2 separate regions of the Mus musculus genome follow, and region 2 is linked to region 1. The links are chromatin contacts, called in public promoter capture Hi-C maps. All regions are on one chromosome and are shown on one strand. The core of a region is the stretch at or near the end of the contact, and the rest is flanking DNA. Distances in the headings are between cores, read along the strand shown.

Region 1 (2,700 bases), core at 17-2,516:
TGTCATGTTAGCTTATTCTATGTCTCTTTATGATCCTTGCTTCCTCCTTCAAGGCTGGGGAGCCTGGGCAACAGCAGTGTTGAGTAACTCCCTTCTGTACTCCGAAAAGACAGAAAAACAAACAAGCAAACAAACACGGTGGCCCAGATAAACCCCAAGGGCTGCAGGAGGCCCAGCAGTGTGGGGCCACTGGCTTCTTAGAATGAGAAAGCTAGACTAAGTACTGGGGAGAGAAGAAAAGTGTTCCTTGCAGGTAGGGTAAGGATTCCCTTTAGTGACTGGCATTGAGTGGCTTCTAAATTTCATTGGGCACATTATAATCGGGGGTGGGGGTGGGGGGCTTGTTAAAGTGCAGATCTGGCCTGGAGCTTTAGAGTCTGTATTTCTAGTAAGTCTTCAAGCATTGACTCTGCTTTTGAGCTTAAACCAGGGACCACATCTTAATGAAACTGGTGCCTAGTTTAATGTCAAACAAATGGATAGATGAATAAGATGTTCAGCTAAGAAAGAAGATTTTCGGCTACCTACATTTCTAGTAATAACTGCTAAAACGCAGATTTCCAACTACAACTAAATTTGGAGTTACGAAATCAGTAGGTCTGAGGCGGAGACTGTATTTGCAGTTGAACACGCCCCTTAAGTCGTTTCTCTGATCCGGATAGTTGAGGATGGGTGAACTGTGAGATCTGAGGTGAAGACTAGGGCCTAAGGGGATAAGAATAGGTAGAAAAGTGTTTGCCTTTGAGGTAACTACTTGAGGGAGATCAGGGCCCCAAAGGGATAAGGGGACCAGGATGCCCGAAGGCTTCTCTCTGTCTCACCACTTGAAGACAAGGTTGAGCCACTCAGCAATGAAGGTGATCCAGAGCACGGAGATGCCCAGGCGGCGGGAGGCGTAGTAGGCCGCGGGGAAGCAGAACTGAAAAAGATTCTTAGGATCGCCCAGAAAGGTGACCCAGAGCCACATATTCTCTAGCCCGGGAAGCCGGTTCTGTAGTGCTTCAGCCATTATGATGCCCGCGCTCAGCGTGGACTCCATGGTGAATCAGGAGTCCTCTAGCCTGGAGCCCGTTGTAGGGTGCAAGTCGAGGAACCTTAGCAGAAATGAAGCGGCTACCTGCTGGCCCTCTAGAGCCCACCCTTTCTAGCCCCCGGCCCCGCCCTACCCGCCGGGGGTCTAAACCAAGCCCCACCCCCGCCCCGCCCCGCCCCCGCAGTCCCTGACACGCGCGAGTTGGAGCCGTAGCTGGTACTGTTTCCTCCGGCTTTCTTCCTCGGCCTTCCTCTCTACTGGACAGCGGAGGGGACAAACCTTTGCGAAGGCGTTTCCTCAAGGCCCCACGTGGCCGCTGTTGCTAGCACGTGGGCTGCCAGCGTAGTGCAGAAACCCGCTGCTGTTCCGGGTCAGGGGACCGATGAACCTGGGAACCAGCTCTGTGTCCCGGTTCCTTGTTCTGCTGCTGCGAAGTCGATGTCTAATCTCCAGGGCGAGGGTTTCTTCTGGATCTGATCTCTGTTTTCCAACATCACTACCCATTTTTCTCAAATCTGGACCATTTGGAGAGAAGGGAGTCAAAGCCCGACCTCCAGTTGCACACAGTCTTAGTTGACATCTACCTGTCTCTAGCTCAGGATTCTCCCATTCTATTTCATCCACGTCTTCCTTCAAGAATCCAGAGCTTAACATGTGTGTGTATGTTATGTGCGAGAAACTTGCCTTGCTCTCACCCCTACCACCCTCCTGCCATTTAAAATTCTTATTGGGCAGCTAAATCAAGAAAGAGATAGTATTTCCATGAAAAGAGGAAGGGCACACGCCTACAGTTTTTGCATTATTAGGAGGGACACAGTCCTAGGGGAGATCTGCTTAGAGCAAAGGAAGGAGCCTGTTGATATACTTCTTTGATTTCTTTTTCCCTCCTTTCTTTGCACGTCCGTGGCGAGGTGGGAGTGGGGAGTGTTTCTAGACAGGGATTGCTCTTAAACTCAAGAGATCCTCCTGCCTTTGCCTCCGGAGTGCTGGAATTTAAGGCTAAAAGCATGCACTACCATGCCCCATGCCCGGCTTTTTGTTTGGTTAGTTTTGTTTTGTTTTTCAAGACATGGTTTCTATGTGTACCTCTGGCAATCTTGGAACTCACTTTATAGACCAGGCCTAGCTCTCATATCCAGAGATCAGCCTGCCTCTGTCTCCCAAGTGCTGAGACTCCCAAGGGCATGAGACCACACCCTTGGATTTCTTAGTGTCTCAAGCAACTTTGTTCTTGAAGTCTGAAGGGTGGTTGAAAATGAAGATATGAAATAAAGAAAGTGTTTTTTAATTGCTTCAAGAAGCCAAAATTTCACACAGATGTTTTTTGTTTGTTTGTTTGTTTAGACATATCCCTGGCTGTCCTGTCACTATGGAGACCAGGCGGGACTTAATTAAGTTCAGAGATCCACCTGCCCCTCTCCCTCTGCTGGGATTAAGCTCTAGTTTATTTATTTTTGAGGTAGATCTGGCCCAGGCTGGCCTCAAACTCCCAATACCTTAGGATTGCTGAGATTATAGGTATGGACTATCCACTATTTACCTATTTATTGTGTTGTTTAGATTTGTTTGTTTGTTTGTTTTAGGTTTTTTGAGACAGGGTTTCTTCTGTATAACAGAGTCCTGGTTGTCCTGGACTTACTTTGTAGACTAGGCTGGCCTTGAACTCA
Region 2 (2,700 bases), core at 168-2,667, 79 kb before region 1:
AAGGCTCACAGGTACAAGATCTCCCTGGGCTATGGAATGAATTGAACGCCAGCCTGGGTAAATAACAAGACCCTGTCTCAAAATTTAAAAAGCTTGCCATCTGTGGCCGGAGCACAGTGGCGAAGACAATGGTTATTAGCATTCAAATTAGAGTTCAATCCTCTAGCCCCCAAATAAGATGGGGCTGGTGGGGTGGCTCAGCAGGAGGGGCTTGGCTTTTCTCCCTACAACACCACTCCCTAACCCCCAAAGTCAGTAATGGTAAGGAAAAATTGCATATGAGTTTCATAAAAACTGTCTACTATAGCAGGAAACTGTAAGAGAAACATGGATATATATGTATGTGTGTATATTTTCATATATATAACGCTATAGTAATATAGTGCATATAATTAACCAAAGCCAAAATTTACAATCTGTATATGTGTTATATGAGAATATAACTTTAAGGCTGGCGAGATAGCTCAGCCGGTTAAGAGCACTGACTACTTCTGAAGGTACTGAGTTCAAATCCCAGCAACCACATGGTGGCTCACAACCATTGGTAATGAGATCTGATGCCCTCTTCTGGTGCAACTGAAGTCAGCTACAGTGTACTTACATATAATAAATAAATAAATCTTTAAAAAGAGAGAGAGAGAGAGAGAATATAACTTTAGCTAGGTGGTGGTAAGATGCACCTTTGATCCCAGCAGATTAGGAAGCAGAGGCAGGCAGATCTCTGAGTTGGAAGCCAGCCTGGTCTACAAAGTGAGTTCCAGGACAGCCAGGGCTATAGTGAAAAAAAAAAAAAAAAACCAAAAAAATTTGGAGGGTGGGCATAGTGGCTCACACCCTTAATCCCAACATGAAGGAGGCAGAGGCGGGTGGATCTCTATGAGTTTGAGGAAAACCGTGGTTGGCCTCAACTGTTTAGGAAAGAGTTAATATGGGTGACTATGGGTCCGTTCTAGGCTCTTTACGGAGAAGTGGCGTATGGATTCTTCTTCCCTTCCCAACCCCCACTCCTGTCCCTCTTCTGTCCTCCTAGGTGGTGTTCCCTACCCTGTTCCGCTGACCAGGCCAGCTGGTTGCTCACAGTCTCCACAATCATATTGGCAGCGTCTTCATCTTGGAACAGGATTTGGAGCTGCTGTAGGTCCCCAGAGAACAGGGCATTGTGGACAGCTGGGTCTCGGCAGGAGCGGCGAGGCCTAAGGAGCTGGGCCTGGGGACAAGGGAGGTCCCTGTGCCTGCGGCACTGCTGGGCAGCAGCTCTCCTCCTGTCCTCCCAGTCCAGCCACTCTCTCTGCAGGCGGAGAGCACGCAGTGTGGAGGATGTGAAAGGAAAGCTCTCCCCTGCCATGAGGGGTCCAGTGGTCTGGGCAGTGCCACCTAGGCAGAGAATCGTTCCTTGTCCCAGCTAGCACCTTGCTCTGGGGAGCCACCCTGCCCCCTTCTTGGTAAGCTGGAGAAACAGCTGAGGCTATAAATAGGCCCCTCACTGCATTGGTAAACAGTTTGCCTAGAGTCATGATCTTAATGCAGATGGTATTGGGCCAGCCTCTGACCCTGCTGGTACCCTTTTGTTGGTCAACAGGGCCTCAGCCAAAGGTCACTCCTGGACCCCACTTCTCTGGAGTGAGCCTTCTAGTCAAAGCAGTCAACCATGAGATGGGTGGGCAGGACAGGGTAGAGGAAGGACCAGGGTCCTGCAGCCTCTGAAGTATTGGCTGGTAAAAAGGGTAGAAGCCCAGGATGGCCCATAGACCTCAGTCTGGGGAAGTGGAGAGAGCTTCCAAGAAGCCAAACCACTCTTCCTGAATTTGAAATAACAGCAACCACTGCACACACACACCATGCTTTCTAGAACTGAAATCACTCTCAGATCCATCTCTACTCAGATGACCAGTCAGTGTTGTAATACAAGACAGATTTGGTCAGGAAATGAGGCCAAGCTAAGAATTTCAGTTCAGCACCTGAGATGGATAGAGACTTACAGGACGTAAGGTTTTGTTGTTGGCAGTGCTGCTGTTTTTGTTTTTTGAGACAGGGTTCCTCTGTGTAGTCCTGGCTGTCCTGAAACTAGCTCTGTAGACCAGACTGGCCTTGAACTCAGCGATCCACTTCCCTTTGCCTCAGGAATGCTGGGATTAAAGGGATACACTACCACACCTGGGTGGAATTTAAGTCTTAAAAAGGTAAAACTGACTCAAAGTTACATAGCTTGTGGGGGTGTGCCAAGGCCTCCAGTGGGCCACACTTTAGATAAGTACCCTAGAGGGTAGTGCTATGTTGGGTAGACAGTTGAGCAAATCCTCTTCTTGTCCCCTCATGCCGAAACTGGGCACGGTCTCTACCTTCAGTGACTAGTTTTTTTTTTCCCTCCCTGGTTTCTAGGGGAATCACGTGCCTGACTGCGGATGTGTCCAGGGATTTGACCTTGGAAGTGGAGACTGAAGGGATGAGACTTTTGGGAAACTACGCCCCATTCGCTTTAGGAGGAAATGGCTGTACTTCCAGGAGCCTCTAGGGGGAGGAATGAGGCCGCGGAAACAACAACAGCTGGTCGATTAGCTGGCAGGGGAGGGTGGAGGGATGTCAGCGGGCTTCTGTCTTCAAGACTGCAGGCTCTGCAGTGTCTTGGCAATGCCATGTGGGTCCCTCCTTGCTCCCGGTGCTTGCTCCCACCCACTCTCCAGCAACCTTCTCCTCCTCTGT

The links. Promoter capture Hi-C pulls out the DNA fragments that hold promoters and counts their contacts.
Region 2: a contact with region 1 is called in a promoter capture Hi-C map of macrophages, with 7 read pairs. The contact joins the promoter of Asb16 here to the promoter of G6pc3 in region 1. A contact is called at or near these places in 10 of 39 promoter capture datasets (the 3T3-L1 cell line, embryonic stem cells, hematopoietic stem and progenitor cells and 5 more), 29 of 484 Hi-C or Micro-C datasets (the AML12 cell line, the Ba/F3 cell line, the C2C12 cell line and 20 more), 12 of 115 datasets of contacts at active chromatin or transcription factors (the 230-238 cell line, the HPC-7 cell line, bone marrow-derived macrophages and 8 more) and 5 of 9 other capture datasets (adipose tissue, embryonic stem cells, liver and 2 more).

Annotation. Positions count from the first base shown.
Region 1 is chr11:102,188,265-102,190,964 of GRCm38.p6, reverse strand. It overlaps G6pc3 (glucose 6 phosphatase, catalytic, 3), which reads right to left and starts at 1,266. Exons shown (of 6, transcript NM_175935.3): 1 at 822-1,266. The coding sequence starts at 1,039.
Region 2 is chr11:102,267,468-102,270,167 of GRCm38.p6, reverse strand. It overlaps Asb16 (ankyrin repeat and SOCS box-containing 16), which reads right to left and starts at 1,417. Exons shown (of 5, transcript NM_148953.3): 1 at 1,045-1,417. The coding sequence starts at 1,345.